Linked DNA regions of Mus musculus: regions 1, 2, 3, 4, 5 and 6 are each linked to region 7. A link is a contact called in public promoter capture Hi-C data. All regions are on one chromosome and are shown on one strand. Each heading gives the region's core, a stretch centred on a gene start, on an enhancer-like site or on the middle of the called end of the contact. The rest is flanking DNA. Distances are from core to core; before and after follow the strand shown. Region 1 holds the start of Hyal2 (hyaluronoglucosaminidase 2). Region 2 holds the start of Nprl2 (NPR2 like, GATOR1 complex subunit). Region 3 holds the start of Acpp (acid phosphatase, prostate). Region 4 holds the start of Mrpl3 (mitochondrial ribosomal protein L3). Region 5 holds the start of 4930429P21Rik (a long non-coding RNA gene). Region 6 holds the start of Nudt16 (nudix (nucleoside diphosphate linked moiety X)-type motif 16). Region 7 holds the start of Glyctk (glycerate kinase).

Evidence for each region. Promoter capture Hi-C pulls out the DNA fragments that hold promoters and counts their contacts.
Region 1: a promoter capture Hi-C map of liver shows a contact between it and region 7, with 2.3 times the contacts expected there. The contact joins the promoter of Hyal2 here to the promoter of Glyctk in region 7. A contact is called at or near these places in 4 of 39 promoter capture datasets (erythroid cells, liver and pre-B cells) and 1 of 9 other capture datasets (liver).
Region 2: a promoter capture Hi-C map of liver shows a contact between it and region 7, with 10 times the contacts expected there. The contact joins the promoter of Nprl2 here to the promoter of Glyctk in region 7. A contact is called at or near these places in 3 of 39 promoter capture datasets (liver and pre-B cells) and 2 of 9 other capture datasets (adipose tissue and liver).
Region 3: a contact with region 7 is called in a promoter capture Hi-C map of embryonic stem cells, with 5 times the contacts expected there. The contact joins the promoter of Acpp here to the promoter of Glyctk in region 7. A contact is called at or near these places in 4 of 39 promoter capture datasets (the 3T3-L1 cell line, embryonic stem cells, hippocampal neurons and 1 more), 3 of 115 datasets of contacts at active chromatin or transcription factors (embryonic forebrain, embryonic stem cells and stem cell-derived neural progenitor cells) and 1 of 9 other capture datasets (pancreatic islet).
Region 4: a promoter capture Hi-C map of erythroid cells shows a contact between it and region 7, with 9 times the contacts expected there. The contact joins the promoter of Mrpl3 here to the promoter of Glyctk in region 7. A contact is called at or near these places in 3 of 39 promoter capture datasets (the C10 cell line, embryonic stem cells and erythroid cells).
Region 5: a contact with region 7 is called in a promoter capture Hi-C map of liver, with 8 times the contacts expected there. The contact joins the promoter of 4930429P21Rik here to the promoter of Glyctk in region 7. A contact is called at or near these places in 2 of 39 promoter capture datasets (both in liver).
Region 6: a promoter capture Hi-C map of stem cell-derived epiblast-like cells shows a contact between it and region 7, with 5 times the contacts expected there. The contact joins the promoter of Nudt16 here to the promoter of Glyctk in region 7. A contact is called at or near these places in 5 of 39 promoter capture datasets (embryonic stem cells, hippocampal neurons, liver and 2 more) and 3 of 484 Hi-C or Micro-C datasets (B cells, CD4 T cells and pro-B cells).

What each region holds. Positions count from the first base shown.
Region 1 is chr9:107,567,178-107,570,536 of GRCm38.p6, reverse strand. It overlaps Hyal2 (hyaluronoglucosaminidase 2), which reads right to left and starts at 1,374. Exons shown (of 4, transcript NM_010489.2): 1 at 1,304-1,374; 2 at 1-433. The coding sequence starts at 387.
Region 2 is chr9:107,540,308-107,543,884 of GRCm38.p6, reverse strand. Nprl2 (NPR2 like, GATOR1 complex subunit) reads right to left here and starts at 1,676. Exons shown (of 11, transcript NM_018879.2): 1 at 1,432-1,676; 2 at 812-903; 3 at 549-717; 4 at 270-378. The coding sequence starts at 1,509. Cyb561d2 (cytochrome b-561 domain containing 2) reads left to right here and starts at 1,692. Exons shown (of 4, transcript NM_001357289.1): 1 at 1,692-1,850; 2 at 2,235-2,388; 3 at 2,845-2,882; 4 at 3,500-3,577. The coding sequence starts at 2,262.
Region 3 is chr9:104,335,463-104,339,228 of GRCm38.p6, reverse strand. Acpp (acid phosphatase, prostate) reads left to right here and starts at 1,507. Exons shown (of 11, transcript NM_207668.2): 1 at 1,507-1,686. The coding sequence starts at 1,570.
Region 4 is chr9:105,051,871-105,055,138 of GRCm38.p6, reverse strand. It overlaps Mrpl3 (mitochondrial ribosomal protein L3), which reads right to left and starts at 1,871. Exons shown (of 10, transcript NM_053159.4): 1 at 1,627-1,871; 2 at 534-718. The coding sequence starts at 1,718.
Region 5 is chr9:107,352,331-107,356,117 of GRCm38.p6, reverse strand. 4930429P21Rik (a long non-coding RNA gene) reads left to right here and starts at 2,060. Exons shown (of 5, transcript XR_003948243.1): 1 at 2,060-2,383.
Region 6 is chr9:105,130,228-105,133,546 of GRCm38.p6, reverse strand. It overlaps Nudt16 (nudix (nucleoside diphosphate linked moiety X)-type motif 16), which reads left to right and starts at 1,742. Exons shown (of 3, transcript NM_029385.2): 1 at 1,742-1,904; 2 at 1,985-2,254; 3 at 3,037-3,319. The coding sequence starts at 1,767. The coding sequence ends at 3,216.
Region 7 is chr9:106,156,053-106,159,402 of GRCm38.p6, reverse strand. It overlaps Glyctk (glycerate kinase), which reads left to right and starts at 1,265. Exons shown (of 4, transcript NM_174846.4): 1 at 1,265-1,914; 2 at 2,107-2,258; 3 at 2,819-2,994; 4 at 3,296-3,350. The coding sequence starts at 1,538. D030055H07Rik (a long non-coding RNA gene) reads right to left here. Exons shown (of 7, transcript XR_003948237.1): 5 at 2,886-3,110; 6 at 2,169-2,410.

The DNA.
Region 1 (3,359 bases), core at 125-2,624, 1.4 Mb before region 7:
CAGCCCCCCAGGCTCCTGGGTCTGGATGTAGCGTTCCACAGATTCCTTCAGCATGGGCAGGTGTGCACAGAGGCTGCCGTTCTGAGGCACACCGCCATGCACAGATGTCCCGGCTGCATCAAAACGTGGATACAGGCCTAGACGGTCGTAGTAGAAGGTGGTGATATTCTGGTTGAAAAAACCCTCATTCGGTGTAGCCTTCACATCGAAGGCCCTAAGGTCCAGTGGCACTTTGTGGCGTGGGGCACATTCTTGTGTGGGCACGTTCCATGCTACCACAAAGGGTCGGCCAGTGAAGATGGGCGGCGCTGTGGGCTTAAGCTCCCCGGCCCATGCTACCTCCAGCACTAGGGCCAGTGTGATGATGGGACCTAGTCCTGCCCGCATGCTGGGGGCTACAGGAAGTGTTACCTGCCTGGTAGCAGCTCAGGAACTGAAGAAAGTGTGAGAGAGAACAAGTCAGTCTAGCAAATTCCAGAGATGTGTACGCACCTTCATCCCACATAAACTCCCCAAACCCATACTGTGCGGCACACCATGCTCCTGCTCAGATGGCCGAGGCTGTAACAGGTTTGGGAGATAGCAGGATGCTGATGGGTAGGCAAAAGACCTTAGGGAATTTACCGAAACCACAGAGCTCTTTCTAGAGCAGGGAGCTGCCCGTGGTTGGGCAAGAATCTCCTTTAGGTCCATGTCCTTTCTGAAAAAGGGACTGATTAGGCTACCGACTCACTGCTAGAGTCACTTACATGCCTGTATACCATACAGTAAATAGTTTTAAAACACTCTGAACACCCCATGTCCCCCACCCTCATTACGAACTCAGAATTGATTCTGAGAAGAGACAGCATTTGGGGCACAACGCATACAGAAGCTGGGAAGCTGTTAGGTACACTGCAGAGGAACTGGTATCTGTGCAATGTGCGCCAAGCAGAAGAGCAAGAACGTCAGGACTTAGTCTCGGGCACCGACACTCTTAGGATAGGAGGAGGCGCCCCGGGGACAAAGGGGCAGCGGACTTCCCACCGCGGTGCTCGCCGACCTGCCCTTCCCACCACAGCCACCAAGAATCTGTGTGAGCACTTCGCGACCGGCCCACACCCTCACCTCCCAGCACAAGGGGTCCCGGGTAAAGAGTATTCCACTCCGGTCTTTGTGCGGGACCCCGCCCCCGCCCCGCACGTGGGGCCAGAGTTCAGCCGGGTGGGGGTGGGGTTCCTGGGTCACTTATGAGGGCGCCCCTAGAGATTCAGAGCCCATCTCACAGGAAGAGAGTCACCAGGCTTGCGACGCCCGCCCTCACCTCGAACCAGGCGCCACCAGGACCCACGCCAGGGCCGCCGCCATCCTGGTACCAACCAAGCCCGATCCGGCCCTTCGCCCAAGCACTGCCCCAGCTCGAGCCTCTGTTGGCTCCGCCCCGAGGCCCGCGGGCCCTTTAAGAATCCTGCCTCGGAGGTGGGTGGATGGCAGAATTTACGGCCTCGTAGGGAGGGTGTGTTTCTCTTCCTTTTTGCCAGTGCTGCGTTTCGAGTTCGAGGACCCTTAGATCTTCTGTAGAGGAACATAGTTATGTATCTGAGATTGAATACCTCCTGGAATGGGGATTCCCGCTGGTTTTAGCCACCAGAGCTAACCAGCCTGAGATATTACCCCCACAATCTGTCGTCAGTGGAACAATCCACTCTTTGCAGCTGGCCTCTTAAAGGGATAGAACATTGGATGGGGCGGGCGCGAGCGGAATGAGGGGGTAGTGGTGGTAATGGCATTTGAAATAAAAGCTTATAGCTGAAGCCTTGACTGGGGGTAGCTGCGGATTCAATCCCACCTGTCTGAATATGGACTCTAGCAAAGTGGGCCCTTTGTCTAGTGTAAGAGATTTTGACACGAGTGGATCCAGAACCTCTTGGAACATTAATGACCCGCCTTCGCTGAGCCCAGGTTCCCTCCACTAGTCTGTCTGCGGTCAGAAGGAAGCCCCGCCTTTTGTTTTGCCCGTCTAGAGGAGGGGGCCTAGTACAGCTTCTGAGCCCTCCTTTGGCAAAGCAGACATAGTGGTTGTCCTGGTAACCAGGGGGGTGGGTCGCTGCCTTGCCAAAGGGATTGAAGTTCAGTCGGGCCAAAGGGGAAAGTGATCTAGCCACTTTCACCGGATCCACGCCAGGGCTTGCCAATTTACTGGATTCTCCCCGGACCAGTCTCTGCGACGAGGTGAAGGTGGGATGGTTGTCCATAGGGGTACCCACTCAACTCCAAATAAAGAGCAATTTGCCAAAGTTTCGGGCCTGACTTCGTAGAAAGGAGGCTTCAGTGTCTCCCTAGTACCCCGACTCCATATTCTGAACCTTTCTGCCTTGCAATCCCCTTCCAGTGAGGACTAGGTTTAGACCTGTACCCTCGCCTCTTAGATCTGCTCTCCAATGCACGACTCAAATCTCCGAAAGTCCGCTTCTGGCCGCCAGCCCCTTTCCCTACCGCAAGCTTGGAAGCTAGGGAGCGCCGCAGGAGTACACGCATTTATGGCAGTGCGGACTAGCTTTATGTACTACTCTGCGCTCACCTGAGTAGAGTCTCTCCAGCCAGGTTCCTTGCGCCAGCTGCTGCCCTCTGGGCAGTCTGCTGGGGATTTGATAAACCCCATTCCTTCCCACCCACTCCCTCCCGCCTCCCATCCCTGCTCTTTCTCCTCACTTCCTGCTGCCCTCCAGGCGGAAAGGGCCAGGGGGGCGGGGAGGAGAGCCCCTTGACCCTGTTTCCCTTGGTGGCTGGCTGCCCTTTGCACCCTTCCTCTCAGGAAGGTCTGCATGAGTTGTGCCAGGTGATGGGAAGGATATGGGCCTAGGAACCAAGGGCTCATCTTTCTCCAAGTTTTGCATCATCCTCAAATCCAGTAGGGTGTGAGGGGGCCCAAGTGGCTGGCTGTATTCATGGGAGTCAATTTGCTGGGTGGTTGAGCGAATGGTCCCCTAGAGCAGGTGCCAAAGAAGAAACCATCCTGCACGAGGGGAAAACGGGTGGGGTGGGGGTGGTGGGCTCTTCCAGTAGCTGAGTCAGTTTTTTTTCCATCAAGAGCAGAAGTATCCAACCTGTGACAAAGACAATGTGACAATGTGTTGATGCCTGTGGCTGTGTGATATGGGGTGGGGGGAGAATTGTGTCCCTATGGGAGAGGAAGCTCACAATACGAATTCCTGGAAGACCTCTTTGGAGGTCCAGGCAAATTTGCCTGCTCTCAAATCTACCTAAACTGACAACCCCTCACCGTCCAAGGGGCTCACCTCCCCAGTGCTAGGGAGTCCCTCTGCCAATAGAAAGCAGGGGAGCTGGGTGTATAGCCTAGGCTGTGGTCACCATTGTGT
Region 2 (3,577 bases), core at 427-2,926, 1.4 Mb before region 7:
CTCGCCTGGCCCCATTAGTCCTCTTTTATGGAGTGAGAAGCTGAGGTCCAGAGAGGGGGATGACAAGAAGAAGAGCTGAAGAGCTCTGCTGGCTGCTCCCCCAACCCCAGCCCCATTGTTCCCTGGACCCTCAGATGTCACTGTGTCAACCCATGGCTATTTCCTGCCCACCAGCTTATTCAAGAATCTTTGCCTCTGCCAGTGGCTGTGTCCTGCTACTTCCCCAACCTTCCCTTGTTCATCTGCCGTCCTGGCAGAGGCGGCCGTACCAATGGGCAGAGTGCAGCGGCCGGAGGCATTCAGCTCTTCCAGCAGGATGGTCATGATGGGCACCAGCTTCTGCTTGCTCTCCTCGTTGGATACAAAGCTGCTCTCAAGCTGGGGAAGACACAGACAGCACAGTGAGTGACCACACCTCAGGCTCCCTGCTGCAGCAACATGGAGCTAGCTGCTGGAGGCTGGGGATTCAAGACACAGGAACTCTCTCCCCACCTGTGCCCACCACGGACGCACCCACCCACCCACCCTGGCCCCATCTTGCTGCAGACCTCCAGCGTGGTCAAGTAGCCGGCCAGCTTTTTAACGATGGGTTCCAGGGCACAAGTCTTAGCCTGAGCGTCACACACAAAGCCCAGGTTGAAGAGGAGAGCATTGCGGCTGTACTTCTTGTGTTCAATGCACACGGGGCAGCCAATCAGCTTCTTCTCCATGGCTGTGCTGGAGAGGTAGAACAGAGTCAGCCTGCCCCGCCCCCACCCCCACCCCCAAGCCAGGCTGGGACCCCTCTCCTCCCACCCAACTAAAGCCTCACACAGTGATGAGCTTGTTCTGTAACTCGGGCTTGGTGATGATGTACACCTGGACCGTGTCAAACAGTTCTCGCGAGATGAAATCCTCAGGGACCTGGAGAAGGCAGCCATGAGAGAGAGCTCCCTCAGTGGACGTTGGGTCCGGGCAGATTTTTACAGCCCACCCAGGCACAAGTCCCTCTACCGTTTTCTTCCCTCATCCACCCAGTGGTCTACTTTGTGCTTCCAAACACATGCTATGTTTTGGCAAGCTCCCTTGGCTTTTGCGTTCACTATTCCCACTACCTGGAATACCCCTTTCTACCCTCACCTAACTTTTATATATCATTTGTCTTGGTCCAGTGTTTCTCTTGGGTCATCTAAACCTTCATGAGCCTTAGCACCTCCCCGAAACCTATAGCCTGATTCTGTTTGGGGGACAAAACTCCTCCCCCACACTAGAACCTGATTCAGTTTGGGGGACAAAACTCCTCCCCCACACTAGAAACCGGAGACCTGGGTCTGTGTACCCTCTCCATTCAATGGAAGAGACACGCGTGGATGAACCACAACCCCTCCAGGCGGCCAGCTGAGCTCCAGAGAGCATCCCTCCCCTCGCCTAGTCCGGGAGTGTGGAAGGCACCTGATAGGTAATTTTGGGTCCCAGCGTTGGGTGGAACTCGCTGAAGAATATACATTCGATGCGGCAGCTGCTGCCCATGGCGCTGTCTGGATCCAAGTCTGTAATCCCTGTTTTTCGTGTGGGGATCGCCTCTACGCCTTGGAATACCCTGTCAAAAAGAGAAAGAGGCCCGGGTAGGTCACACAGGTTTGTGAGCGCAAACCCAACGAGCCGTCAACTCAACAGCGCCTGCGCAGGGCGACTCAGGGGGCGTGGTTGCCGCTGGATGGGATGGGAGGGGGCTTGTCCCAGGAAGTCTCGGGTGGGTAGACATCGCACCCGGAAGTGAAGCTACTCCGTAACGGAGCGGTGGCGCGGCTGGCGGGGCCGAGGGTCCAGTTTATTTTGGAGGAAGTCACTGCGTAGAACCTGAGAAGCAGGTGAGGAGGGCAAAATTCTACGGTGGAGGTACAGCGTGTCAGGTGCACATGGGGAGGCAGTGTGCAAAGAAATTCACGCTTAGGTAGGGAAGCAGCTGGGAAATACAATTCCCGTAGTGCTCCACGCCTTCCGTTCCGGCTAACGATGACGTGCTGCATTCTGGGATTTGTAGTCTTCCTCCTCCCACTTGGAAGGTGCGATCGTTACCACTTCAAATACAGGTGTTTGACAGGTAGACTGCTAAGTTGGGACTGTTAGTGCCGGCACTACTCTGCTCCTGTCATAACTTCTCCGGGAAAAGGTGCCATTTCTGTCCTGAGTTACTGTCCCCAGTGAGGGGCGTGGACAGTGGGCACTCTTGCCAACGCCTACGATGCTTTCAGGCTGTGCAGCTATCGGCTGGGCTGACCATGGCCCTTTCTGTGGAGACGGAGTCGCATATCTACCGAGCTCTGCGCACTGCCTCTGGGGCTGCAGCCCACCTCGTGGCGTTAGGCTTTACCATCTTTGTTGCTGTGCTTGCCAGACCTGGCTCCAGTAAGTAGAATTCATAGTCCACTTATGGGAAGGGAAAAGCTACTTCTCTTGGGGAACAGGGGGCAGTAGGAAACGATGGGCGTAACTCCTGAGAACAGGATTGACTGGCTGAAGGATATTCTCTGTTGAACGTATTTAACGTCGTGGGAAGAGCAGACCAGTGTGGGGGCTCTGCCCGCCAGGGCAAGCTTTAAGTACATGGCTTCTCTTCCTTTGATTTGGCATTTCATTCCTGACTTGTGGGGATGCTGGAGGAAGGAGCCGCCAGAGGAGTGGCAGAGCGTGCTTTCTGTCCAGGGAAGAGAACAGGGGGTGGGTAAGATGAGCTTGTTACTGGAGGAGGCTCGCATTTTGACCCCTCCTTGGGTGATGGATGGGCTGTCCATCCCGGCTATAGAGCCTGGTATGCTGGTTTCTTTTTCCCTAGTTCCATGAGGCGCCCTCTTCTCATTCCAGGTCTGTTCTCCTGGCACCCCGTTCTTATGTCTCTGGCTGTAAGTAGTGGGTTTGGGTAGCTTTTAGGGGTAGAATGTGGGCGTTGTTGGTGGCTCTCAGAATCCTTGTAGGCATTTAGTGCCAGTGTAGACGAGCTGTATGTCCTCACTCCTGCTTCTGACGAATATCCAAGGCTTGAAAACGGTATTCATGACCCAGGACGAACAGATGAAGCTCACCCAAGCACAAAAGGGCGGCTTCTCTCACCTCCAGCTAGGAAGCTGAGAAATGGCATTTGGAGGCTGCTCTGTCCCTAAAAACCTTAATTTCTGGTGATGCATCTAATTGTCCCTGAAACAGTGCACCCGTGTGGCTAGCTCTTGCCAAGAAATTGTATCCTGCCCCATGGAAGGGAGACAAAGCTTGTGAATCATTTATAACTGCCATGTCTCAAACCTTGTTTGCTGGGTCACATAGCCGAGGTGACATTTCAGAAAAACACCCAGGAAGAAGTCTGGAGAGGCAGCTCTAACTACTCAGGGCAGCCATTTTGTGCCACACAGGGCCTTCATCTTATCAAGTGCAGCATTTTGTCCTTGGGGGAAGGGGACGGAAGGGGGTGCACCTTTGTGGAGGGTTAAGTGCTCAGAGCTCACTTGAGTTTTTGTCTCCTCAGTTCTCCTTCCTGATGACCGAGGCACTCCTGATGTTCTCTCCTGAGAGTTCCCTGCTGCGGTCCCTCTCTCGGAAGGTC
Region 3 (3,766 bases), core at 258-2,757, 1.8 Mb after region 7:
TCACAATGTTCAAAAACAGCGACGCGACACAAGCTGGGTAGCACATGTCTAAACTCATGAGGTTATAGAGGGCATTGCAAACCACAATGCTGGGCAGTCTCTGTCTTCACTCCCTTTGCCGTGCACTCTTCTTCTCAGCCTCCCACTGGGTGAAGATCATAATGGAACTATTTGATGGAGACTACAACTGGCAAAGAAAAGACCAAATGTCCCTCTAAATGCATAATCCTACCACACATACACAAATTCTTACTTCCCCATACCATAAGAACCACAGCTTTCCCACACACCGCCTTCCAGGGCTTCCTATGACCACACCGCGATACAACCGGGGCCGTCCAGGTAAATTTAATGAAAATGCTGAGGATGTTTTGGGCAAACCATTGTTCTCTCTCTGTCCTTGGGGCTGAAACATCACAGCGGGTCACTCCGCCCACATCACCTGCAGATTCTCACTGTGCCTCTCCGGCCGATGTTGTTTCCTGTATCGAGGAGACTGCCAGAATGAGAAAAAAAAAAAAAAAAACCAGGAAGCCAAGTTTCTTCAGTGCATACCATCTTTCATAGAGTCCCAGTGAGGTCATGGCTAGAGAGTCAAGGGCGTGTCTTCCTCAGAAGGAAAGGGTCATCACCGAAGTTCGAGACTGTCAACAGCAAAGCAGTGTGGGTTTCTTTGGCTTTGCTTGTTTGTTTTCTGCTTTCATTTGTTAAGGTATGTTATTAGCATGTTGGTTGCACGTCTTAATGGGTCTCACTGCGCCTTTTTCATACGTGTGCATAATGCATCTCTATCAAATTCACTTCCGTACCTATCTTACCCTCCCGCTCAAGTTAATCCCGATTGTCATATTGACAGATTGTCCCTTTGTTGCTATTTGGTTTTGATTTGTGACCCAAGGAGTTCAGTCACAGGAGCTGGGAGTCGGGGCGGAGGACGCTGTGAGCTTTTTGTGATTGCTTGTGTGTATTTTCTACAGGGCCTCCAAACCCAGCTTTGCGTTGCTGCGAATGATCCCAATGATCCCAGATGCCTTCAGGCATGAAGAGAAATCTTCTGTGTATCCTTGACCTCCCTCTCCTGCCACTTTAAAACACCTTTATTGGCTCCATGAGAGTTTAAGACCAGACACCGCGTTTGGCAGGGGAACGAGCTTCCTCCTGTCGATACATGCCCACTACTGAGGCTTCCTCACACACACACTGAGCTGAATCCTAAACCTTCCAGAGGCAGGGGGAATTTCTTCCCAAAGGCTATGCATCACCATCCGGCTGTGGAAAAGATAAAGATGTGCCCGGAAAGCAAAAGAGAAGGCTGGGCAGGAGCCTGAGGTCTTGAGTTACGCCTGCTCTGGCTCCTAATTGAAGTGGAGGAGGCTGCTCTGAAGAAACTCACAGACGACCTGGCATTATTTGCATGCTAAGCTCTGCCCCACCCTCCTTGCAATCCTAATAGGGAAGAATGTGGCTCCGCCTTCCTGTCAATCTTTTGATTAAATAGGCACTTCCCTCCCGAAGGCTTCTGAAGTGCAGCACCTCCTAAGGCTGCCCAAAGCAGCTCTCTCCCCGACCATGCGAGCCGTTCCTCTGCCCCTGAGCCGGACAGCAAGCCTCAGCCTTGGCTTCTTGCTCCTGCTTTCTCTCTGCCTGGACCCAGGCCAAGCCAAGGAGTTGAAGTTTGTGACATTGGTAAGTACACCTTTTCTCATTGTTTTTCCTGTTCCGAGAACACTTGGTTAAGTGTTGCCTTTCGTGTTTCCTCTCTGCTGTCTGCCTGAGGGCAGGCACTGTTCAGACTCAGAAAGTGAGGAGTCGCACGAGTTTGTTTTAAAGACAACAACAGTCTCACGTGCTATCGATGGTACTGTTCCTTTACAGCTGCCCTCAAGTCCAATGCCTTCGGACTGACAGGTTACTTCAGGAGAACAGGCAGCGTAGAGCACAGTTCAGATATTCAGGAGCTAGCCTGGCCTCTTTCCATTCAGTGATCATTAGTTCGCAAACCAAGGACCAGTCAGTTTCTGAAGTCAAGTCTCTCGTGTTTATCATGACTCTGGAACATATGCCTGTAGTTATGTGTTTGATAGCACAAAAGACAAACTGAACAGAGTTTCAGAGTGACTATCAGATAAAAGATTCAGTTGACCATTAAAACCATGATTTTCCGTGCATATGGTAACTGAGACAAGCCATGAAAAGAAGAGATCTGTGACTTGCCTGTTGTCAAGGAAAAAATTATATACAGTCGGGTGTTAAAAAAAAAAAACATATGGGAAAGGGCTGGAGAGATGGCTCCATGGTTAAGAGCACTGACTGCTCTTCCAGAGGTCCTGAGTTCAAATCCCAGCAACCACATGGTGGCTCACAACCGTCTGTTGGGATCTGATGCCCTCTTCTGGTGTGTCTGAAGACAGGTACTGTGTACTTATATACATAAAATCAATAAATAATTCTTTAAAAAAATATATGGGAAGTGCATTTTCAAAGTCAGGAGGATTCACCTCCTCTTCCTCCCTGCAAGAGAATTCCCAGAAACGATTTTCATGACTTAGAGAAGGACGCCTCTTAGTTTGCACTTAAATATGATGTTCCTTTCCTGCCAAGGTGAGGTACTCAGGAGATTCTTTTCTTTCTACAGAAAAAAAAATCTTTAATTTTACATAAATTATGATTCTTAGTACAGTAGATCTTTACCAGTCGTGAGTCAGGAACGAAATGGAAGAAAGACAAAGACCCATCAAGCCATTTGCCAGCTGTGTGGCTTTTGTGTCCATAAAGCAACAAGACACCCCCTACCTTCTGCAGGAACACCTATGCGAGTTATTCTTTCCCTTCCACGCATGGCATCCTTGCCAACAAGCTCCTTAGAAGAGGATAGGGACCGTGGCATTGTGGCTGTGTTCTGTTGGTCGTGCCATACTGGGCTCGGAAACAGCTGGCTTCAAGGCAACCTTCTTTGAGGCATTAGAGTGGCCCTCTGAGTCCCAGCCACAGCCCAGGTAACTTGCCTTGGCTGCCAAAGATTGTGGGTCTTCTTTCCCTCCTGTCTGCCTCTCCGGTCTCCGTTAAAATACGGTCAGTGGCCAGCTGGTAAATTCTTCCTTAAAGAAGAACCAAGCTACGAAGGTAGCTGTCTTACAACTCAAAAGTTAACCAACACTGTATAAAGCAAATGTTATGTTTTCTACCGCGGCTTCTAGGAATGTTAAACAATGGGCAATTTAATGCATCTTCCTTGGCCTTAGCAAAACATCTTCTCTCTGATGATATCAGCCAGAAGGTCTCATTTTCTTCTTTTGATTGATTGTAAAGACTATTGTATATAAATAGTAACCTTGAACATTCAGAGAAATCCTCAGAAGATTTCTCTGAATCAGAAGATTTTTTTGTTTGTTTGTTTGTTTGCTTGCTTGTTTTTTCGAGACAGGGTTTCTCTGTGTAGCCCTGGCTGTCCTGGAACTCACTCTGTAGACCAGGCTGGCCTCAAACTTAGAAATCCTCCTGTCTCTGCCTCCCAAGTGCTGGGATTAAAGGCATGTGCCACCACTGCCCGGCTAATTCAGAAGATTAGTAAGAGAACAAATTTTAAAATGTCTAGTCTGGGGCCAGGCATGGTGGCGCATGCCTTTAATCCCAGCACTCGGGAGGCAGAGGCAGGTGAATTTCTGAGTTTGAGGCTAGCCTGGTCTACAAAGTGAGTTCCAGGACAGCCAGGGCTACACAGAGAAACCCCTGTCTCAAAAAAAAAAAAAAAAAAAAGTCTAGTCTG
Region 4 (3,268 bases), core at 622-3,121, 1.1 Mb after region 7:
GCAAACTCAGGAACTCAAGCCAGGCTAGACTTGAACTTTTGTCACTAGACAACAAAGTGTCTCAATAACTCCAGAGAACACACGTTCACAGGAAAAGCCCCATCCTGCCTGGTCTGGCCACCAATGGGTTTAGTGTATTATACTACATACATGCCATACATACATGCCATACATACATGCCATAGGACATGCTGATTCTGGAACTATGCTTCCCAAACAGCACACAAGCATCCCAACTGAAAGTAGCTGTATTAATACAGGACAGTTTACACTGGATTTTCCAGCCTCTTCTTCCTGGTTTCTACCTTTCATTTTATATTCTTTGTATCTAAAGAAGACAATATATGCAGAATGCTTCACCTCACACCTACAAAACACCTTCCTGAGGTCTTTTACTTATCTGGAAACAAATAAGCTGGCAGACGAAAGCAGAATGAAACAGATATGAAAATTCAAGATGTCATATGTCACCATTTTCATGCATCAAGCCATACTGTAATTAAGGGGTCACATCTCAAATCCCTACACCTCACCTGGTTCCCAGGGATGTAAAGGCCACGGCTCATCTTTCAAGGGATTCAGTTTACTTGTCAGCTGGGTTTTATTTTCATCGGAGACCAGTTGCTTAACAAAGGAGAGATTTTCTTCAGAAAGATGTTCATCCCACCAAGTACTACTCTTGCTGTGGAGATTTCTAACAAAGAACAAGATATTCTTTCTGGAAACAAAAACAATCAAGTCATTATTTCCATTTAATGTAGGGGAGGCCACAGTTAGATAATGCACTCACGGCCTCAGGGAATGGTGTGGTTTGTCCATTTTCCCTAACACTTCTTATAATAACACGGGGGCTTCTGCTTTAACCAAGAATGGTTACCCTGAAGGCTAAATTTATCTTTTCATTAACAATAAACAATCCTACCTAACTAATAAGAAACACATGAGTGACTACTAACCCACATGAATCTGTACTTGACAGTTTTCTAATGGAGTGGCATCGCCAATGTTAACAAACTACCAAATAAGCAGTTTTAAAAACAAAACTAAAAACCACAGAACACAACCCCTGTCCAGCAAATGCACTAAGAAGGAGATTAGCAGCTTGAGGCAAGGAAGGAAGGAAGTGTGTTTAATTTTTGCATACGGTGGGGGTGGATGAGAACCTAAATAAACCTCTGGGCAGTCTACTTTGGTTGGTAGTGAGGAAGTTCCAGCTTAGAATTACAAGTGATTTTCTACTCATTAGCTGAGTGACTTTGGACAACCTATTTCCCTTTAGTTTCAGTTTTATCTGAAAAACTTTCACGACAGTGGTCTGCTCACCGGACACAAGGCCTAATATAGGTTACAATACAAACACAACGTCTAGTCCAGCACTGGCTGGTTGGAAGACATTCTTGCTGCTGCTAATAGTCGCAGCTAACCCCTAATTCCTTGAACATTAAAACAAAACCCCACTACTCCTTCAAGGCTTTAGATTGAACGATGCTTTCTTAATTTTCTATGCTACCCCCTTGAACACATGGCCCCTTCCACTTCTAACCCTCTGCGGCAAAACCAAATCTCTGTTCAAGGACATAGTTGAGTGGGCGGCGCCCCCCGCCACCACCTCTTGCCCATACCCACCTTCTCTCTAAGCCGGGGTCAGCACCTAGGCCTCTGGCGCCACAGCCCAGCACCCGGGCGCCAGCCTGCGCCAGCAGCCTCCAACCCGGCATGGAAGTGGCCGGGCAGGGCTCGGCTCGCGACACCTCCCGCCGCGCCGCCGCGGAGCTTTCAGCAAGTCCCCAACCCAAACCCCAGGAGTTCGTAGTAGGCCTGGGACAGCAGTCACGCCGTTTGTCCGCCAATGCCCTCCGCGGAGGAAAAGCACAGCCGGGCCACTTCCGGTCCGTTTCTCAAAGCGGTCCGGGTAAAGACTCCATACCTGTAACTATGGTTCCGTATCCAAATGGCTCTACTTTGCCAATGGATTAGATGGTTGACTCTAGTGGTGGCAAAGAACGTTTGGGGCTTTAAACTTTAGGAGAATGTGACAAGAAAAGATAAAAATTTCTTTGTAAACTAAAGAAAGAGAAGTCACCTCCAATAATACTCACTGTGGGAAAACTCACTGTGCTAAGTAAGTCGCACTTTGGCAATTTTATATTGGTTAATCCCAAGACCAGCCCTTTAAAGAAGTTATTTCTATATTATAACTAAGGGAGCAAGTACTTAAAATTTATGTACATGCCAAAAACAGATGAACAGAGTTAACACTGAAATAGGACTGATGTATGCTAACAATAAAGTGGGGTCAAAACAAACAAAACAAACCAAAAACAACAAAACCGGACCACATGCAACTTTCGGGGCTGGAGCACAAACAGTCCCAGGCCGTTCTTCAACTCATCAAAGACCTTAAACCGGAATTGTCTAGAGAGGCAGCTCATAGAGTTGAGACCAGGTGCAATTGTTTCAGGAAAGAGTGTTACCATAAAGTTTCAGAATGATCGTGATACAGCTACAACAGTACTGTATCTTCTATGCCCCAGGTCGTCCTACCTTGTATGTGCTAGACATTCATTTCTCTACTCCAAAAACCCTATCTCAGTTACATCAGTGTTTTTGGAAAAGTAGAAACAGCAATTTGGCCTTTCAGCTTCCTCTTTAGAGAGAGAGAGAGAGAGAGAGAGAGAGAGAGAGAGAGAGAGAGAGAGAGAGAGAGAGAGCGCAAGCGAGCAAGGAAGAAAGGAAGAAAGAAAGAAAGAAAGAAAGAAAGAAAGAAAGAAAGAAAGAAAGAAAGAAAGGAAGGAAGGAAGGAAGGAAGGAAGGAAGGAAGGAAGGAAGGAAGGAAGGAAGGAAGGAAGGAAGGAAGAAAGAAAATTAAAGACCTGGGTAACCTGCTTTAGAAAGTTTAGAGAGTTATTGCTTAGACGTGAGGGCTCAAAATCGTTGCCTGTTCTTCCACTAAGTGCTGTTGTGGGTACCTTGACAGCTTCTCAGTAATATTTTGAGACTCAGAGAAAAGAATGCATCACTCTGTCCTTGCTACCTGACTTCACAGATACTTAAGATAGGCATATTCATTGAGCCTTGACATCTACTATGCATGAGAATAAGAGAAAACAAAACCTACTATCACCAATATCTAGTGTTTTGTATGTCTATAGTATACAATAGTCTGTGTTCAGTATTGTATGTGTCCATCAGTCAATGGTATCCAGGAGGTCACTAAACTTGTAGGAAGGCCAGTTTAAGTAGCTCAATGCAACAAGAAGGACTATGT
Region 5 (3,787 bases), core at 811-3,310, 1.2 Mb before region 7:
CCCCCACTTCTAGACCTTATCTGTCTGGAATTTCCCAGCCCAGCTGGAAGACTTAGACTCCCAGTCTGTGGTCAGGATCTCTTGTGCAGTGCAGGTAGGTGACCCTCTGCCTCCCGGATGGGACAAGCATGCAGAATCTCGAAAATTAAGGGTGACTGGGATCACCACACCCTTCCCTACTCCTGGATCAAGTACTCTGGGGCCAGAGTTGCCAGCCGCCAATACCTACCCCATGCCCTTGAGTTGAGGGGCGCTGTGGATATTTGTGGGTTTCCCCATTGTAGGTGAGGCTTCTCCTCTGAGCCAACTTTCCAGGCATAAACTCCGACTCTTTTCTGACCTGCTGCTCAATGCCTTTTTGTGCTCATCTGGGTCAAGGGGAGTTGGCTTTCTATTTGATGGGGCAGGAGGTGTCAGTCTGATCAGAAAATGTCCTGGGGAGTAAGAAGCCGGCAGCCTTCCCGGGTATCAGCTCTACCAAGAGCCAGGCATTCCCAAGCCGTCCCCCTGCCATCCTGCTTCCCGGCTGTGTGGCTCTGGATCGGTCCCCGTGCCTCTCTGACAAAGGAGCAGAAGGACAGGGTGGATGGACAGACATGGAGTGTAGCAGGTGCTATGCATCGGGCTGGAGGTTGGGTGCAGGACATGAGAAGTTACTCTCAGGTACTATGCCTGGCTCCTTTTTTCCCCTCTTCCCCTCCTCAATTTTGTCTTCCTCCTTGTTTTGGTTTTAGATAGGCTTTTCCTATGATGGAGTTCAGCTGGGTCTCGAACTCACAATCCTACTGTCTGTGCCTCTAAAATGCTGGGGTGGCAGACAGACACATCATGCTCGGCTTCCCTTTGCCTTGTTTTAGTCAAAATCGAGAACCTATTGGCTGGGTCAAAGATGAAAAGCCAGGTGAGTCTGGAAGAGAAAGGCTGAGGGTCCTGAGGGATCATAAGAGCAGTCGGGTGAGGGGTGACCAGGGGAAGTCATTGTGAGGGTGACCTGTACCAGGATTGGGTGTTTTCCTGTCCTCCCCTTCCAGGTCACAAGGCAGCCCCCTGAGTTGTGACATCCAGCAGGATCATAGCCATGGCAAGACACAGATTCCAGCCCCACCAGTGCAGGCAGCTGGACTCTGGGCCTTCATCCAACCTTCAGCCTTTGCCTAAGCCTGTCTTCTGCCCTCCTGGGTCATGTCAGATGGGTGCCTGGGTACCAAGCAGACAGGTTTCCATCTATTCTCACCATCTTGACTCCTCTAGGCTCATAGGTGCCAGGCCTCTAAGATGATTTTGCTAAGTCCCCTTCCTTGGACAGCTTCTGAGGGGTTAGCTCTCATCTCCAGCTTTAGATCTAAGGGGCTCCAGGATCCAGAAAAAAAGCTTTAAATTGTATGACTGCAGAAGTTCGTCCCCAGGCTGTGGATGAGGGACCTACTGTGCTGGGTTTCCAGCTGCCTCTGAGATGGGAAAGCCTGAGTGGTCACCACAAGGGAATCTGTCTGGACTGTGAGATCTTCTGGGTACCACGGAGCTTGCTAGGAGAGAGAGCTAACTTCCACGGGATTTCTTGGGAAAAGTCATAGGCTGGCCAGAGCCATACCCACATCCTGGCCAGCAAGCAGAAAGAGAAAGTGACTGGGCATGTATGTCTCTGTGCCTTCTCTAGGCAGCCTCCCCTGACTAAAACTTTGGAAGCAGCTCTGGTCAGTACCCTTTCTCTAAGCCAGCAGAGTGGGTCCTGAAAGGCAGGCTGTCCCTCACATGTCAGACACACAGAAAATGCTTGCTTCAGCCTGTGCTCTCTGAGTGAGGTCTGGAAGAAAGGATGCCACATGTCAATAACTCTTGTGTCAGGATCTGAGAGCTCCCCTCCCTACTCCCCCACCCCCACCCCCCACCGCATCCCACTGCACTATAAACAGGCTGACTGAAGAAGTGCTCGTAGAAGCACCCAGATGGACTGAAGGAAGCAGTGTGTGTGTGTGTGTGTGTGTGTGTGTAGCTTTGCAAAATAGAACCTAGCCCAAATCTCAGCCTCTGGGACAATCAAGGTGGGTGGTAAGAGGGATGTCTGGAGCACTGTGATGTCAGACCTGAACTCTCAGAGGAATCTTGAGGCCTGCCAGTCACCTGATAGACCAAAGCACCTGGTGCCAGGGAGAATGGAAGAGGCAGTGGGTGCCTGGCCCAGGGACCCTCCTGTCTTGCTCTGGGCCAGGCCAAGCCTCTGATGGAGAGGTCTAGGCTGGAGATCATGTGGTGATGTGCGTGGGAGCCTCAAGAAACATCTCCCAGAACAGAGAGCTTGGTACCCAATATTCTCAGCGGGGTGCGGCAGGAGGCAAGAGAGAGGAGAGAGTCCCAGCCTCTCTCCAAGCTTTCTACCTACCAGGTAAGAGAAAGTCAGCCTCTCTCCAAGCTCACCACCCTCCAGGCAGATTCTCGGTCTTTTTCAAACCCTCCACAGCCCTAGAACTGGCCTGTTTACATTTCTGACCACTTTGGGTAATGTTTGCTGTTGTCACCTTTTAGGCCACTGTGAGGATCTGTGTCTCCCCTATGTGGATCCACCAGGAAATATTATTTAGAAGGTTCATTTGTCTGGCGGAACTCGGAATCCAGGGGCCAGTGAGAAGCTTAATGGGCTCCGGGACTCACTAGTGACATCATCAGCATCCTGGACCCCCTCCTGCCCTGCTAGCCCCCCTGCACATTCTAGAAACTACACACGGTGGGGGACACTAGGGAGGACGTCCTCCTGTGACCGATTCTCTCTGCTTCCAAGCTAGTAGGAGTTCAAGCTGTCTGGAGGTTGCAACTAAATATAAGGACTAAGCTATGCTGGGTATTTTTATGCCAACTTGACACAAGTTAGAGTCATTTAGGAAGAAAGACCCTCAGTTGAGAAGACCCCCCATCCCTTTGGTTGGTAGACAAGCCTGTGGTGCAGTTTCCTGATTGGTAATTGATTTGGGAAGGCCCAGGTCACTGTGGGTAGTGCTACTCCTGGGCAGGTGGTCCTGGGGTGTATAAGAAAGCCGTTGAGTAAGCCATGAGGAGCAAGTCAGTAAGCAGCACCCTATATGGTGCCTCTGTACCGACTCCTGCATCCAAGCTCCTGCCATGACTTCTTTCAGTGATGGGCTACAATGTGAAACTGTAAACTGAAATCAAATCCTTTCCTCCTCGCCAAGTTGTTTATGGTCCTGGTGTTTCACCATAGCAACAGAAACCCTAAGACACTAGCCCAGGCGGTAACTTACTGATCAGAGCTAGCCTGAGCCATCAGAGATAGAATCCCTAGCCTTGGAGAAAGACCACCCCTCCCAGCTTCCCCTGCCTGCAGGTTCCAGCTTCTCAATGCCAGATATAATATAGAAACCAGACTTCTGGGGGACCTCAAAGGGCTCTAGCTTCCCACCTCCTACTGGTCCCTGTTTGACATACAGGGATCTCAGGTCTGCTGTTCAGGGGTCCAACCAAGTTCCAAGGATGTCACGTTCCTAGATGTACCGTGAGAATTGAGAAGTGCAAACTGGGATGGTCTGAGAAGCAGGCTGTTTAATGCACAGTCCTGTGCCTGGAGCAGGGGCTAGGGGAGGAAACTGTCTTCTCAGGTAAGTCTCAGCACCTTTGACTCCTACCCAGTTTGTAATGCCTCTCTTGAATGAAGGCTCTAGCATTCACTGGGCTTTGCTCTTGGATTCTTGAAAAAAAAATTTATTTGTTCTTTGTAAAATCATCTGTATGCACAGGATTGTACACACACAAGTGGACATGCCTCTGGAGGCAGGAA
Region 6 (3,319 bases), core at 493-2,992, 1.0 Mb after region 7:
CAAGCATAGTGGGCGTGCCTGTAACTCTAGCACTGGGAGAAGGGGAGACGGGGGATCCCCAGAGTTTACTGACCAGATATTGTAGACCGTTAGTGAGCTCAGTGCATTAGTCACTTTCAAAAAATAAGGGGGGCTGGCAGTAGAGAGAGACACCCAGAGACACTCAGAATTGACCTCTGGCCTCCACACACATGTGAACATGAGCCTACGTGTCTTTTGAACACACATACATTTGTACATGCACATACACTGCACACATCCAGAAAACAAAACAAAAGAACCACCGTGTCCTCTTACTACCACCAGGAATTTTTTCTTGAAATTGGCCTGGGGTGGGGCTCTGGAATTGGAAGATATGAAGGGTTTTATAAGCTTCTTTCTTCTTCTTCTTCTTCTTCTTCTTCTTCTTCTTCTTCTTCTTCTTCTTCTTCTTCTTCTTCTCTTCTTCCTCTTCCTCCTCCTCCTCCTCCTCCTTCTCCTTCTTGTTGCCAGGTGATAATGTTTGACCAGGATGATTTGCCTGTCCCTTGGATGTTATCTGAGTAATGGCATCTGTATCGCACCTAACTCACCATGATGTGACTGCCTCAGTCAATGGCATCTCTGCCCTGCGACTCAGGGGACTGAGGCAAGATGTCCACAGGCTTTTCCTGATGGTGCCCTTATTCTTAGGATGCTGGCCTCAATCTTTGACATAAGACACAGCATCGAACCTCCACCCTCGAATCCAAGAATGGCTGCATTTACCATATGTCTGGCTCTGAGGAGAATTTTACTCCCATACTACGCTGGTTCCACCTCCACTAACAGGTCCTTAACTGGGAACCTGAGAGGGTTGAGTGGCTTCTACTAAAGTCACAAGCCTGTATCTGGGTGAGTTCTGAGCTCTACAACAAACTTTCAAGTCCAGGCTGTGACCTGAAGTCAGATCTTCTTTGAGTGTCACCTCTTCCCTTCCTTAAATACATACAGGTTCTTGATATATGGACTCAACTTCAGGTGGGGCAGCCTAGCTGAGGTGAAGGATCCTGAATGCCAGGATCTCAGCATTAGGCATTGAGTGTCCCCCATCTCTTTCCTATTTTTCTTCACAATTTAAAGTTCTGAGGGTATTTTAATTTACTCCTAGTGTGGTGGTGGTGGGGTGTCCTGTCTGACTCCTCCCCACTCTTTTCTGTGCTTTATTTCCTCAGCCAGCCACCCCTCCCCAATCTTACTGTGTGACCTGTGACATTTCCATGTCATTTTCCATGTACCAGGCGCCACATCACTACCCAGAGCCCACAGCCAATGCAGTTGGTTGTTGTAACCACATCCATTGGCCACTCCCCTTCCCCAAATGTGTTAGCTCTGTCCCTGTGCCCTCTTATAATCAGTCAATCCCCACATTTCCACCACTCAAGACTTGTTACACCCACCTCTCCTTTCCCCCATCACGCTAGGCTAGGAATAAGTTCTGAAGCCAGACTACCTTCCTCCCATCCCTAGACTCTTTGTTATGAACGGACCAACCCAGAACCGTTTTCTAAAAAATACGTTGTCCTTTGCACTGGCAGAACTCCTGCGTAAATTCTAACTCAGGTTCCAAAACACCTCCGGCCTGAGCCTGACCTTACCAAGCCTTCAGCCCCACCCTAGCCTAAGGGCCAATCCAGGGTGTCTTCGGAGCTCCTGAGAGACCCATCCTGATTGGCTGATGCGGAGTCTCGCAAAGCTCCGCCCCGAGGCGCTGGCCTCTGCAAGAACCCGGAAGTGCGAGCCTCGAGATGGAGGGGCATCGGAAAGTGGAGCTCAGCGAGGCCCTGGCGCTCGGGCCGGACTGGCGCCACGCCTGCCATGCGCTGCTCTACGCGCCCGACCCCCGCAAGCTGTTCGGCCGCATCCCGATGCGCTTCGCCGTGCTGGTGAGGACGCGTCATGCACGGCCGCTCCCCCGCCCCAGGGCTCGCGAGCCCGGGCCAACCATCATACCCTCCTCCCCCAGATGCAGATGCGCTTTGACGGGCGCCTGGGCTTCCCTGGCGGCTTCGTGGACGCGCAGGACAGCTGCCTGGAGGACGGGCTGAACCGGGAACTGCGCGAGGAGCTGGGCGAAGCGATGTCTGCCTTCCGCGTTGAACGCTCTGACTACCGCAGCTCACACATCGCGGCCAGACCGCGCGTGGTGGCCCACTTCTATGCCAAGCGCCTGACTCTGGAACAGCTGCAGGCTGTGGAAGCCAGGGCACCTCAAGCCAAGGACCATGGGCTGGAGGTGGGACCAGCCTGGGATCCACTCCAGCTCCAGTCTGTCCTCCCCCAATCCCCTTACCGAGAAAAGCCACTGGGTGGAGGAGATTTTGACCCTCCGACTTTGAATTCTTTCAAGTGGCATGAACTAGTTGGGATCTTGGTCATCTCCAGGCTAGATAATACCACCTACTCGGCCACCTTTAGCGGCCCCTGCAGAGAGCTTTTTAGAACACACATCCAAAGGTCTCTCCAGCTCTATGCTAGTGCACATGATACCCTAAGCTCTTGACTTTGGGTTCATATTTCCCTTAAGCAGACAGTGAGTCTAATGCTAGGGACGCCTGTGTGTAGAGGTGACCCTGAACCTGGGAGTGAGAGCGCTATTAAAACTGATTAGTGCGCACACTTTGACAGTGTTTAGACTGAACAGTCCATTGGAATCACTTGAGTTGGGTAAGGATGTCAGAGGAATACTTGGGTATTTGCATTTTTCTTGAGCACCCAAGTGCTACCTATACAGTGGTGTGAGTTCTGAGTTTTGAAATACTGCTACAGCCAGGCATGCCTCCTGGAGGCCGTCGCCAGTAAGGGTGAGGAAAAGGATGGAGAAGGATTGGCACGGATGGAGCTTGGAACCCAGCGTGGCTCACTTGTCCACAGAGTTTGGCTCTCTAAGCTCTCCTGAGGTGTGATTATTAGGCCCGGTTCTGCTTGGCTCTTCTCTGGAGAGTTCTGTTCCAAGGTAGATAAGGTAATGTGTTGAGGTTCTTGAGGTCCCACTTGTCCGATGTCTCCTTTTCATAGGTGCTGGGCCTGGTGCGGGTACCCCTGTACGTCCTCCGTGATGGTGAGGGAGGCCTGCCTGCCTTTCTGGAGAATTCCTTCATTGGAGCTGCCCGAGAGCAGCTACTAGAAGCCCTTCAGGACTTGAAACTTCTGGATCCTGGCATTATTGCAAAACTAAAGATCCCAGATTCTAAGTAGAATCGGACCAGCATGGACCCCTGGAACCCAGAGGGCCTTGGTATGAGGGAGGGAAGGACAAGTGGTCTCTCTTTGGGGTATAAAGGATTGTAGGTGGTGCCAG
Region 7 (3,350 bases), core at 16-2,515:
GAAAGCTAGCTGGGAACTACAAGGCTAAATGGCGGAGGTTTGGCAGGCGCTACGTTGTTTAGGAGTGGGATAAACTGTTACCTGGAGTTTTCTCTGTCAGCTTGTACAGAGAATCAGAAAGCCCTAGGTGTCAGGAAAATACGAGCGTCAGTCTCCCAAGCACTATGGAGAACTGGATGACTTTATGCATGCTAGGGAAGGTCTCTCCCACAGGACTACACTTTCAAGTTCCCTTGAAAAGTGAGAGTTAGGCTTCATTGTGTCCCACATCTTGCAAATGAGCTCAGTGTGAGAAAAGATATACTAATACACGCTTTAAAAAAAGCTAGAACCCCATCCCTAGACTCCGCCCTCTTCCACCCATGCTTACGGATACAGTTGTCTTTCTACCTTTTTAGGGGCTTGAATGTAGCTCAGTGGTAGAGCGCATGCTCGCTCGTTACATGGACAGCCCGGGCACAGTCTTCAGTACCCTCCTGTCCCTAAACTTAGATATCTTTTTGCAGCTGAGTCTTTTATTGTTCCTGTATAGTTACGCTGTAGCTTCCCGACCTTTACCCCAAGACCTTTCTGTCCTTCACTCTGCCCAGTGGAGAAAATGATTGTTTGGGCTTCATTACTGGAACCCGGCCTTTGCCTGCTCTAGCACTGGGCTGTTTTTGTTGTGAAGGGTGTAACTCAGGACTTGTTTTTTGCTATCATGGAGCCAGAAAGGGATGTTCCTGGCAAGGCTGATCATGACCAGCTGTATGGGGACAAGGGTGTCTGGTCTTGTCCTATAGATTGAGCCCCATAGCACATGTCCTTTTGCTTATAACCTGGGGACTTGCTGAAGGTCTGACCTTGAGTGAGATTTGTGGTTACTCTTGATTCGTGCCTGGACCACTTGCTGAACTAGCCTGAGTCCTGAGCTTCCTTAGGCTGTGTGCACTGGTAAATCTGCAGCCTTTCCACATGGACCCAGCTTTGCCAGACTGGTTGTATGAGCTAACAGAGCAGGCTAGAGGTCAATGGACTCCGGGTCAGTTGGCTAGACAACCAATAGCCTTTTTTTTTTTTTTTCTTGGCAGTAGAAGTGGTAAAGGAACGTCTAAGGCATAAATGCCAGAAAGGGGGCACTGCCGTGGTGTGAGGGCTTTGGAAGTACAGGATGTGGAAGAAGAATGGCCCAGGGGCCTGCTGGTAGGAACGGCGTCCTTCATGAATGATTAACTTCTAGGCAAAGGAGGTGACCTAGGAGGAAGGTCCACTTAACAGGAACTTTGGACTTGGAGCAGAGTGTCCAGAAGACTGGTGTGTGGTCTACAGAAGAGGACGTGGCTGGGCATCAGGGCTGGGCTTTCAGGGCTGGTGTAAGATCAGGTTTGCTGCAGGCTTCATGACTTCTCCAGGTTTCATTTCAGGTTATGGAGTCCGCCAGTCCTGAGCCCTCGGAGGGGTGGCCATGATGGATGGTGGGGTTCTGTCCGTGGCCTCACTCCTTCTCCTCCCTCTCTAGGCAGCTATGGACACGAGGCTGTGCTGAGAGAAGCGGGGCATGGCTGCGGCCCTACAGGTCTTGCCCTGTCTCCTCCGAGCCCCATCCCGTCCACTCCTCTGGGGGCCCCCAGTGGCCCGGATGACCAGTGGTATGGCTTTGGCAGAACAGGCACGGCAGCTGTTTGATAGTGCAGTGGGTGCTGTGCAGCCAGGCCCCATGCTGCAGAGGACACTGTCCCTGGATCCTAGTGGCAGACAGCTGAAGGTGCGGGACCGGACTTTCCAGCTGCGGGAAAACCTCTACCTAGTGGGCTTCGGCAAGGCCGTACTGGGCATGGCAGCTGCTGCCGAGGAGCTGCTGGCTCAGCATCTTGTGCAGGGTGTGATCAGCGTACCCAAGGGGATCCGAGCCGCTATGGAACATGCTGGAAAGAAGTAAGAGTCTATGGGCGCAGGGGGACGCCCTCTACTGTCCTTTGGAAGAACACCTCCCTTCCTCTTTGATCTCCCTATCTCCTGGGTCTGGCCTGGTTTCTAAATGGGTTATCAGTGGGCCGCTTTCACCTGTACAGCTGAGAAGTCAGGTCGGAGGAGAGGAGCCCACCCCCATCCCTTCTCCCTTCTCAGAGAGATGCTGCTGAAGCCACACAGCCGCATCCAGGTGTTCGAGGGCGCCGAGGACAACTTACCGGATCGGGATGCACTCCGGGCCGCGCTGACCATCCAGCAGCTGGCAGAGGGGCTCACTGCAGATGACCTGCTGCTGGTGCTCATCTCAGGTGTGGGACCAGCCGACAGGGGTGCCCCGAGTACCATATGGTCACAGGGTGAAGTCAGGACCATGGCAGACAGTGAGGAACCTGGAGGGTACCTAGTGAGTGGTGTCAGGTTGGTCACCTCTCCTCAGCTGGAAGTTCACCCTGTTGAACATCTGTAATGGTGAAGGCACAGCTGGGTACTAACACTGACACACATCAGAACCTTTGGAAGACATTGCTGTCTGCAGCGGTGTCATTCGTGCTCCTGAAGCTGAGTTTCCAGACCCCATGGATCTCTCTTCTTGCTTATTTGCTGTTTTTTCTTGCTCTTTCTTAGTTAAATTTAAAAACAAAAATTTTTGGGGGGTATTGGGGATAGAGTTCAGGGCTTCACACAGGCTAGGCAAGCACTTTGCTAGCAAGCTTCTCCTGGGATCTGGTATACCCCTACTAGGGGACAACTTCACTCTGTGTCCACAAGGGGGCACTGTAACCCCACCTTCTTAGAGGACCTTCCTTATGGCTTGCCTGGTTCTCTGGGTCGGGCTGTCTCCTCTCCCTGACACTCTCACTGACTTTAGGTGGGGGCTCAGCCCTGCTGCCTGCTCCTATCCCACCTGTCACACTGGAGGAGAAACAGATGCTCACCAAGCTGCTGGCAGCCCGAGGAGCCACGATCCAGGAGCTGAACACCATCCGCAAGGCCCTGTCGCAGCTGAAGGGTGGAGGGCTGGCTCAGGCTGCCTATCCTGCTCAGGTGCACTAATCACTTCTTCAGTAGGCCCTGGGTTCCCAACACGTGACAGGGAGATGAGAGCTTAAGCCAACATATGAGTTGGCAGGGGCCTGGCCTGGAAAGTCCTGGGAGGAAGCCTAGAGAGAGTAAGAGGGAGGCTTTCTGGTTAGGTGTTCTGCCAGCCCACCTGAAAGTGGCAAGATGTGGGTAGATGTGGGCAAGGAAGCATACCAGATGCTGTATACCCAGGCCCAGTTTGTCCTTAAGGGCCCCGGAACACGGAGGAGGCAAGACTGAACCTTATTTTGTGGCCTTTGTCTAGGTGATAAGCCTCATCTTGTCAGATGTGATTGGGGACCCTTTGGAAGTGATTGCCA